Linked DNA regions of Drosophila melanogaster: region 2 is linked to region 1. The links are chromatin contacts, called in public Hi-C maps. All regions are on one chromosome and are shown on one strand. The core of a region is the stretch at or near the end of the contact, and the rest is flanking DNA. Distances in the headings are between cores, read along the strand shown.

What was found. Hi-C and Micro-C count contacts between places; a contact is called where the count stands out from the background.
Region 2: a contact with region 1 is called in a Hi-C map of the Kc167 cell line, with 1.9 times the contacts expected there. The contact joins two enhancer-like sites. A contact is called at or near these places in 7 of 107 Hi-C or Micro-C datasets (the Kc167 cell line, cellular blastoderm embryo, embryo and 1 more).

What each region holds. Positions count from the first base shown.
Region 1 is chrX:14,788,915-14,794,444 of dm6, forward strand. rut (rutabaga) reads right to left here. Exons shown (of 18, transcript NM_078601.4): 14 at 5,301-5,475; 15 at 4,212-5,238; 16 at 2,334-3,514; 17 at 1,267-1,964; 18 at 1-1,198. The coding sequence ends at 756. Among named protein-coding and RNA genes, the nearest start is that of Ag5r, 5.1 kb to the left of the region's middle. Within about 2 kb of position 1,592, at least 3 of the 39 cell types and tissues checked have an H3K27ac peak or open chromatin away from gene starts, as enhancers often do. A contact at or near this core is called in the Kc167 cell line, where this site is marked.
Region 2 is chrX:14,988,007-14,993,594 of dm6, forward strand. It overlaps eag (ether a go-go), which reads left to right. Exons shown (of 17, transcript NM_078603.4): 5 at 2,314-2,426; 6 at 3,340-3,390; 7 at 4,714-4,845; 8 at 5,440-5,552. Among named protein-coding and RNA genes, the nearest start is that of be, 34 kb to the right of the region's middle. Within about 2 kb of position 1,310, at least 4 of the 39 cell types and tissues checked have an H3K27ac peak or open chromatin away from gene starts, as enhancers often do. A contact at or near this core is called in the Kc167 cell line, where this site is marked.

The sequences.
Region 1 (5,530 bases), core at 342-2,841:
CGAATTAATGGTGGTGGAGCAGTCTATGGGCAATTTATAGCCTTAAAGTAATATCGAAAAAAAAATATTTATAACTTTTTGTTTTATTTACAACATGTCATGCATTGGTTGTGGCTTCGTATAAATGGCCAAATCTTTGCTTATTCGATTAAAATGGTACATATACATATATATATATATTTATATATATTTATACACTAATAACATATGGGAGTGGTCAGGGGTCGCCTAGCTGCGATCCTTCGCTATCTAAGTCCTTAAAAGGACTAAGCGCACTAAACGATGGATTCATGGATTAGCATTGGATATCTCAAGTTGCGGCTAAATATTCATTTTGCTTTTCACGCGGTATAGTAACTGGAACGCTTAACTGGGCCAATTGGCGACGGGGTAACCAATGACTACGTGTTTACTTTCAATACATATAGATCTTCTTGCATATACTAAATATATACTATATATATATATATATATATATGAGTTAATACCTGCTAGGCATGATCTAGCCACAGTAAAGTAAACGGGCTTACATCTAGGGGTGCCTTAGAGCAGCTTTAAGTGCCTCTGCTTCTATACATACATAAATATATATATATATATATATATTTCGATATATGCATATCTGTCACCTATTCTAGATTTAGTTTACTATAGTTTAGGTTGCTTTATTGTAAATTATTAGACACCATTTGCATATAGCAATAACAACGTTTGAGTGTTTAACGCTCCACCTGCTTCACACGAACTTTCAATCTTTACTCTCTCAACTCCTCGGCGGACTGAAACTGAACCGGAGCCAAATGCGATTGGGCTTGAGTGTGCTGCGGATTCTGCTGCAGCTGCTGTTGGTGGTGTTGCTGCTGTTGCTGCTGTTGCTGTTGCTGCTGTTGTTGATGTTGCTGCTGTGCCGGTGATAGAGGCTGCCCAAATTTACTGGAGATCTTGTGCGAGGCATTGACGATGGCCAGCTCGTGCTTGGAGTCCAGATCGCAGTCGTAGAGGCCGCTCAGCGAGTCCAGGCTAAGCAGGCGGGAGCTGGCCCGGCTGGACACCGAAGTGTCGTCCACGTCCGGCGCGTTATACAGCGAGTTGACATCCGAGAGAGCGCCCTCGGCATCGGTGAGACCAGCTTCGTTCAGCAACGAGATGTTCTCCAGTCCGGGCTCATCCGTAATGTAGCCCGTGGACTCGGCTCCCCCTGAAAAAAAAAAATAAAACAAAGCATTAGTTATGGTTAGAGAAAATGGTAGAGATCTCAGTTCTCACCTGTTGCTTCCTCACGACAATCGTCATCCGACCACTCCGATTGGCTCTCCAACGGATTGGAGTCCATGGACTGGTGATTGAGATGGGTTGCTCCATACTTCAGCTCGTCGTTTATCACATTGGCCTCCAGGCCGCGCATGCTGCCGTTAGTCAGCGGTGCCGCCTCCCGCCCGCCATTCCGGTGGTCCTCCTCTTCGTCGTCATCGTCGTCCTCCTCCTCCACCTCGTCGTCGTGGTGATTGCCTGCCTCTGTTGCAACCTCCGATCGTTTGTGATTGAGCTCGGACTTTTGTAGGCGCTTCTGTCGCACATCACGACCCACTTCGTCGTCCTCAAACTCCTCATCGGCCAGGTTGTCCTCGGTGTCGTCACGCTCCTCCTGCTCCTGCACATGGTTGTAGCGCTGCTGTTGCTGCTGCCTCTGTTGGTGGTGATGGTGGTGATGATAGCGTTGGTGTCGCTGCTGCGACTGCGACTGCACCGCTCCATCCAGTCCGTCCAGACTCTCGTGGCTGTACTGCAGCTCCTTGGAGCGCGGTCGCTGGCGATGCGTCCTCTGTGGCTGCTGGTGATGCTGACCGTGATGCGCATGGCTGCCATTCAGCTCCTTGGCCGTATGCATCTCCAGCATGGCCAGCACATGCATCTGGTTGCGGTTCTCGTGCAGAATCTCGCAGGACTCCGTGTCCGAGGTTTGCCTGCAAGAGTCACACATTCGCTCGATTGGATAAGGTTTTCAGATATGCATATATCATTTAAAGGATTTAAAATTAAAATTAATATAAAGCCAACCCCCATACCGGTAATGAAAGCGGCGAACCTACACCATATGTCATGGAATGGAAGCTGTCGTCATGGTCAGTGATGGGATTAATAACATAGGTAGACTATCAAATATTGTATATGTAAGTCATATAAAGGTAAAAGGTCAAAGGTAAAGTAATCCCCCTTCAAAAGCACTTTCCTTGTGGAATTTTTGATTTTTTTTTTTATCGAATTGAGGGATAAACAACTAAGTAAATATGTCCTACCAAGCTTCTTCCCATCACTGGTCATGGTCTACTCACATTTGGCTGGACTCCGAGGGATTCTTGTTGCGCGTTATCTCCTTGATGGCTTCCAAGCCCACCGGATGTTTGGCGATCATGAAGCTATTACTGCCCAGCAATTTGCCACCGGCCAGATGCTCGTGATCCATATTCTGCTGCTGCTCCGTCTTGTGGTGACTGCTGTTGTTGTTGCCACTGTTCGAGTTGCTGCCGCTGCCGCCGCTGAGATTGCCATTGCTGCTGCCGCTGCCACCGCTGCCATTGCCCACCGCCGAACCTGAACCTGATCCCGATCCGGATCCGGATCCGGATCCTCCAACGCCATGTCCATTCGCAGAGCTCAGCTTCCCATTGCTGAGGGAGTAGCTCAACTCACGGCTTCCATTGCTGGCCGTCTGATCTGTGGTAGAGATGGCTCCAGCCGTCGTTGTCGCAGTCGCCAGGCAACGAGCTCGCGAGGATTCGTTAAGCAGACGTTGCAGTTCACGCTCGAAGGGCGACTTGGTCGCGATTGCCGCACCCGCTGCCGTTCCAACTGCTGCCTTCTGAAAGTCGAAGCTGTTGCAGCTGTCGCCCTTGTGTTGTGTGTTGCTCGTCGTGTTGCTGTTAGTGTGATGGCCCTGGCTCTCGGTGGTGGAGCTTAGCTCAAAGTCATGCAGGTGGGCCATGTCGACGACCGGAGAGGTGGGATCCACCTGAATGTCGCAGGGGTAGAGCCATTGCAATGGGTTGACCAGACCACCGGCGGGCAGGTGGTAGCCATTGCGATGATGCAGGTGGCCACCATTGACCATGCGCGGCGAGTCCTCATCGCCTTCACCTTCGCCCTCTGTGGTCTTCGAGTAGCTCTCATCCGAGCTGCTCATCGAGGGCGAGTGTGGTCGTGAGCTCAGATCATCCGTCGAGGACATGTCGCGGCTCTCCTCCAGATCCGTCGGCAGCTTCGGCAACGGCTTCATGTACGTTCTCAGCACTGGCTTCGGCGGCAGCTGCGGCTGCTGCGAATACATGGCGTACTGCCGCTGCAAAGGATGTGGGTCCTGGGCGGGATGTGTCTGCTGATCCTGGGCAGATTGCGATTGCGGCTGCTGATGCTGATGCTGCTGCTGCTGCTGCTGCTGGTGCTGTTGCGACAACATGGTGTGGGGAGAAGTGTAACGTGGTGGCTCGTACTTTGGCGCATGCTGCATGGGCATGATCTGGGGGCGTGGTTAGTCGGAGATGAGCAAGCGAGAGAGAAAGATAGATGTGCGCGGTCATGCAAAGAGTGGACATAGAGAGTTAGACACATGGTACACACAGATATAAATATAAGGAGTGGATATTCGGGGCAAGTGGTCGGCAAGCTTCACAAATAGACTGGCATGTAAATGGATTAAAAAAAGTCATAACGTATTCAAGGAATTCCTTTATCACACCAACTATATAGTCACTATAAATGATTCATTTAAAAGCTTAACTAAGTTATCTTCAAAAACTATACTTTTAATTTGAGATCAACAAAATGGTGTATAAGCATATGGCTCATTAATTAAATTAATATATCTTTAAAACTTAACAATTTATCTGTCTATTCAGATGGTAATAATAACGATGTAAATTCATTTAGAAAAGTGCGCTTTTTACATTAAATGCTAATATAAACTTGGTTAAGCTATTGTTATTATTATTATTATTATCTTTATAATCCCTTTCCCTACTTCTCACAAATACATACAAATCTATTGTGGTTCTTGGACATTAGTTACGAATGGGATGGATATGGGTCTTGGTAATCCGGTTATCTGGTTTTTACAGGTCAGTTTCTGAGGCACTTGGAGGCTGGGACAAGGCGGTGCTGGCTGTTCAGAGGAGGATCTCCTTGCTCCAGAGCAGGTGTTCAGCGTCTTCACTCACCTTGGCTACCGGCGCGACGCTGCTGGCATGCAATAGCGGCTCGCTCTCCCGGCATTGGCCATAGCCCAGGCTGGTGAACGATGGCGGGTGCTGGCTCTGATTCAGATTCAGATTCGAATGGAGGTGATGCGGTGGATGATGGCCATGCTGGTTTAAGGGCGGCACATATGTGCGTTCGCGATCTCGCCGTGGCATCATGAAGCAGTCGCTGCCGAGCACGCCAGCCCCCACACCCATTCCCATTCCCGATAGGTCGAGGCTGCCGTGATGCGGCGGCAGCTGCTCCATCTGCTGATGCCGGCCACCGGAAGTCGGATTCTCAATAATATTAAACTCGCGCAACATTACCGAAGGAACGGGCTGGTGCTGGAGCTGGAGCTGGTGGTGGAGTAGGATCTGGTGCTGCACTGGAACCGACACTGCTGACGGGAGTGGATGCTGGTGCGGGTGCTGGAACTGGAGTTGATGGTGCTGGGGCTGGAGGGGAACCGCCACTGCAGCCGGCGGTGTCGTCGTTGCCACCATAAAGCCACCGTGCTGCTGCTGCTGCTGTTGCTGCTGCTGATGTTGCTGCTGCTGCTGCTGCTGCTGCTGATGCTCTCCATTGTGACCATTGCCATTCTCCCGGATATTGGGCAGACCACCGTTGGCCATGAAGATCGGTTGCTTTTGCAGCTTGCTGTTCAAACGCTGCTGTTGCTGCTGATGCAAATGATGGTGAACCGGAGGCGGAGGAGCAGGAAGCGGTAGCGGATCGTGCTGTTTGTGCTGATGCTGCAGCAACAACTGCTGCTCCTCGACGCCGTTGCCAGCGTACAGATGTCCATTCTCCTTTTTGCTATAGGTGTCGGTATTGACGCGATTCTCCGGAAACTGCGACACCTTCATATAGTAATCCGGCGCATGGAGACTCTGTGGCAGGGACATGGCGTTGCGCACTTCTCCGTTCAGCGATTTGTTGCCGCTGTCACACAAGAAATATGTGACCATGTCGCCTTTGCCCTTCACCTTAATGGTGCCACGACAGCTGCAATGTGCAATTGAATCATTTTATATTGCAATTTTAAAAATTAATTATAACACACTTACCGGAATTCAAAGTGCGACCCCACCAGGCTGTCGACCACCTCTTGAGTTACTTGCGAGTAGCCGGGAACTCCGGTGGAGTCCATGCGACTGGCCACGTTCACCGTATTGCCCCAAATGTCATATTGTGGCTTTCGAGCTCCAATTACGCCCGCCACAACGGGTCCAATGTTGATGCCTAAAAAGGATTATTAATTGAATTAGTTATGAATTTATATTCAAATTATATTCCA
Region 2 (5,588 bases), core at 60-2,559, 200 kb after region 1:
TTCGTTCGTCAGCTCACCTGCTGCAGCATCAGCGGTCCCGAAAATTCCCCAGGTGGAAAAAAATACAAGTTTTTAATGCCAATCTGCCGTTTAGCTAGCGCAACTGCCATCTCCTTCACACACTGGGCACCACTTTCTATCCCTCTCGTTCTTTCGCTTAATCCGCCAGTGTTGTTGTTGCTGTGACCCACTTTTGTTGTTGTCCTTCTTTTTATTTGTTTCTGTTCTCTGGTCGCGTGTGATCCAAAAAACACAAAAAGAATGCAATGAAACAACTGGAATGACGGCCAAAGGCAACCAGAAAACAGTGGCCAGCTAAAAAGAAAAGCACAAATAGAAAGAAAGGAAACAGAAGAAAGTGGATGAAGAAATGCAAAAAAAAAAACAAAAAAAGAACCAAAGGAAACGTTTGATTTTCACTCGACATTTGCTTCAATGCAATTTCTTTTGGCGCAACGCAAATCGCCTTTTGTTGCTCTAAAGTTTACTGTACAGTATAAACTCGTTAGGAATCACTATATTTTCACTATTGATAAAATAGTGTTTCTACCATTCATCATGGTTATATGTGTATTTCTATTCAGCTAAGGCTTAGAAAATGTTTTGTAACTGTTAGAAAGGCCAACAAGATTGCGTATACGACTAGGTGCTCGACTTAATGCCCTATGAAAATTTTTAACAATTTCAAGAGTTTAAAATAATACTCCTTTGCCATGCGCACTTACTTACATTTGATTTAGAACAAAAATCCTGTCTTTGGAATTTCATCGCACACTTTTTGGCGCCATGAAAAAAAGGGTTTCGAAATCACTTAAGTGCATTTTCACCGAGTAAAGGCCTTTGTGCACGGCTCCCCCAGTATATGTTAGATTGAATTAGGGATTTTCGTTGAGTGCTTTTCGTTGGACCCCCTAGAAAATAATAGAATTTCGAGTGCTTGTCGAGGGCTTTTACTGTGCTCCACCCATGAGCACATAAACACTTTGTGCATCCATATCTATACGTATGTACATACATATATACACGTATATCTAATATATCTATGGCCATATCCCCGAATCCAGGACCTGTTTTTTGTTTGCTTTGTAACCCAATTTCGTTTTTTGCCCCTATGTGTCTATGTGCGAACACAATGTACACACACATATTAACGAACCCGTGACGTCGCCGTTTCGTAGTTTGTTGAACTTTTGTTCGTGGCACGAGTAAAGCAAAACAACAGAAATTAACTACTGCTCCTCCATCTCCACTTCCCTGCTCATGCTTTCCCACATTTCCTTCGGCTGCGTTCTCGTTTCAATTCGTTCGCCGCTGACGTCATCAAGCCTGGCCCGAAAAGTATGCAACACTTTTTGTTCGACACTGCAAGTGGTTTCCCTGTCCCGATTTTGAGCTGACTTTTCCAAGTCAATACACATAGGCAACGAAAGTTTAGTCCCCTGTTTAGCCCAGAAACTCGATCATTAATTATTTGGTTTTCATTGGAAAAGCGAACGAAAAATAATACATTCAACAAAAGGTATTCACAGAATATGCATAAGAAAGCCAACCAGCGCGCTTATAGTAATCAACTTTACGTTGGGGAAAGCTGGGAAAAGTTTTCCACGCATAACTTTCGGCCGTATGTTGGGAGTATCAAATATCGGAATACAGTTTTTGATTTCAATAATCCAGGTAAAGGCAACACTGTTCGAAAAGAGTGTGCTTTCAATGAATAAACTAAAAATTCAAAGTTAGGAAATATATTCTTATTTTAACCAAATGCAATTAATTTTCTTTAGCTCTCGGAATTTCTTTATGTGTTTCTACTACTCCTTGGCCTAATATAATATATAAATTATTGACCTGAGTCCCAAGGAAATGTGTGACCCCATCGGTTGAGCAGCGGTGCATTAAATTGATATTTGTTTAATACATTTTGCTGTGCGCAGTGAAGCTTCTTCGTATTTTTGCTCGATGGGCCCCAGGTGCATCAATCTTGTTTTGTTCGGCATGTTTTCCTCCAATTGGAACGCTTGCTGTTTTCCCATTTTCCGCTGCATGTGCTTGCCCTGGTGTTCATGTGCATATGTGTGTTTGATTTTCATATAGGTTTGCGTGTGTGTTGTTGTTGTTGCTGTGTGTGTGTGTGTGTGCATTTGTGGCATGCAACCAATGTAAAGCTAACCAAGAATAATACCTCGTCTGCTCTCCACATCTCTTTCTATTTCTTCTGGCATCTCCTGCCCGGCAACCTGGCAACCTGGCATTCTGGCATTCTGGCATCGTTGCATCCACATTCACATCCTTGGACACAAAAAAAAAACCCAACAGATGCGGCTTCATGTATGGCGAGCTGACAGACAAGGAGACGGTGGGACGGCTGGAGTACACGCTGGAGAACCAACAGCAGGATCAGTTCGAGATTTTGCTGTACAAGAAGAACAGTGAGTATACTTTTGGGAAGTGCACTGGCCTTTGACCCCCTTACCAAGATCGATTGTTGTGTGCTAAATTGCCTGCGCCTAATGGCCGAAAGTTGAAGCTAATGCTATACCCAAATCAAAGTCGCCCTGCTATGCAAAAGGTCCTTTGTCCTTTTTTTGCGACAACACACTTATGGTAGAAAAATCAGCTATTGCTTTGGAATAATTATTTAAGCAGAAATTGCAGTCTTTAAATTGAATTACAAAATAACTATTTAGAAGAGTTCAAGTAAATTTATAACATATTTTCTTTTTAAATATAAAACGCAAAAAAAATCCAAAATAAATTGGAAACAAAACGATGGAAAAAAACTATCTTTTTAGCATTTATCTTAGCTATGCCGGTTATCTGCAGCTCAAAATGTTCTTCCTACAAGTGTGTCCAAATTTCGAATCCAAATTAATTTTTTAACCGCCACTGTAGGCTATTTGGCTTTATGCTCGACTTGTGCCCAGTGTAAATTGTTCATTTCGTGAATTTCTGACTCCGAACCTTTCATAATTCATTCCCAAACAGCCAAGCCCCCAAGCCCTTCGAACCCCCTTTGAATTCTATTTGCGAATGTGCACAACCCTCTACCTCTACCACCTGCCACCACGTAATGCCAACAAATTGGGGCTGCGATGGCAGCCCGCCGGCACTTTTGAGTGGGGCCCATCAATCAAGCTGCCAGCCAGCCCGTCCAGACACCTGTAGTATTTGCCCATATCCGTTCAATCCCAAAACCCCAAACTCAATCCCAATCCCAATCCCAATCCCAGCCAAATCAAGTGGAATCGAGTCGTGCCACGGCCACTCATAGAAGCTCACCAGCGAGTATCGCCAGATATTTTTGGGTGTCGAGCTCATGAATTAACGCCTTTGAGTTTTCAGATTTGCAGTGTGGCTGCGCTCTCTCGCAGTTTGGCAAGGCACAAACCCAAGGTATTGAAAAGTGGTTGCTATTGAGGGGGTTTGGTGGGGAGGTGTGTGTGGCATTTTCCGCGCTACCAGTGGAATTTTCCGAGTGGCAATACTACTGCTGCCATGGTTTCCATCTCGATTCGTGTCTTGGCAGTCTGCCCGCAGCAATATTTCCACATCCTGTTGCATCTGCGGTCAGAGATAAAAAGGGAAATATGGGTAGGGGAGCATAAATTGGCATAAATCAATTGAAAAATATGGAAAAGTGCAACATCTGGCGCGCTTCGGATTGGTAAAACCAAACTGAGATAGCAAAATATTTGCTTCGATTCGGATTTGGGCCAAGGAGAGCCAGACTAGTGAAGAACAACAATAGCTGAATATCCCACTGACAGGTGTCCCCTGACAATTGGATATAGACAGAGTAAATTAATCCAGTCAGTTGCCATCAATCCTGGCATCGGAATCGTATACTTATACGTTTAGAAATTGGAACAGAGAGACTGAAACAATGTGACCGCACATAAACATTCGCCGGAAACGGAAGTAGCAAATTGTGCTTGCAATTGGTGAATAATTATGCCATCAAATACAAACGCACACGTACACACAATCGGAACGGAACAGAGAGAGAGAGAGATAGATGTGCTTTAATGGCAATTACGAGAATTGCGGTCGTTAGCAGTACGTGTAAAAAATAAATAAGTCTTGGGCAATTAAAACTAACGTACTGCCTGCAGATCCCTTTAATAACTTATAATTCTAAATTATGCAGACAGACATATAAAAAATACATAGTCCTCTGATGAAGAAGTTTCTTCGTAAATTTTATATAAAATATAAATAAATACTACAATTATACCTTTATTATTTAAACACTGACTGCATATAAGTATGTCAATATCCCTGAAAATGAATGTGTGACTTAAATGCGTTAATTTACATTGGCAAACGCATCGATTGCTTCGACAATCGGTGGGCTCATTGAATTATTCATGCGCAGAGACAAAGGACGAAAACAGTTTCAGCTGTTGCACACATATGGAGCGCACTGTACGATGGCGATTTACATGCTGGCCATTGTGTCTGAATGCTGCATTGAGCATTCCGAATCCAACATCCATTAACCAGCGTTCCATATCAATAATTGCAATCCAATGAAATGTCCGTCTGCGTGTCTGTCTCACCGCTATTTCCGTCTGTGTCTCCTGTCATGACCCCAATGCGAATGGAATTACATATACTCGTGCATATGTATGGGTATATGCATCTCTGGTGTTCGGTATCCCCTTTTGTCCCGTACTTACCTATAATTGTTATTAATTCCGATTCGCATACCCGCAGAAACCCCACTATGGCTGCTGCTACAGGTCGCACCCATACGCAACGAACGCGACCTGGTGGTGCTCTTCCTGCTGACCTTCCGGGACATCACGGCCCTCAAGCAGCCCATCGACAGCGAGGACACGAAGGGAGGTAAGTGAACGCTTCACAGTTCCTTCTAGAAATCACCCATGGACCACGGTTGCCTGATGAAAATGGAAAAACTCATTGTGTAAATATTTACATTATGAAGTTTTCTTTAACATAACAAAAAGATTGGTTAAGTAAAGTAATGAATAGGAAAACAAAGAGCTCTTAGTGGTTTTTAATCAATTTTAGCAGCCGTGCTTCATGCTCATTTTTTTGCACCTCTACATGAATGTGGCCGTCTCTTTTCGCCTCACTACTCAACTTATCTGCTCTCTCTTTCCATGTCTACACACACAATCACACACGCACACACACAATCACAACACCCACCTGTAAATACGCTTGAACAAATTGAAAACCAACAAAACGAAACGAAACCGACCCAAAACGAAAAACAAACCCAATATTCGCTGTGCCAACACTCTCTATATTGTTTATGTATATATATGTATATGTAAAAAATACCACTCATATCTCTACTACTACTTTGTATTTGTTATACTTGTGTGCTGGATGTTTACTAATTCGATGCACTATTTATTTATCGGTGTTTGTGTGCGTGTACCCACCTCGTAGCGGTTAATCTATTTTTGCCAGTTTTAGGTCTCTCGAAATTCGCCAAATTGGCAAGATCAGTGACACGGAGTCGCCAGTTCAGCGCCCATCTGCCCACGCTAAAGGATCCCACGAAGCAGTCCAATTTGGCGCATGTGAGTCCCAATTCTGCTGCAACTTCTTCACCGATA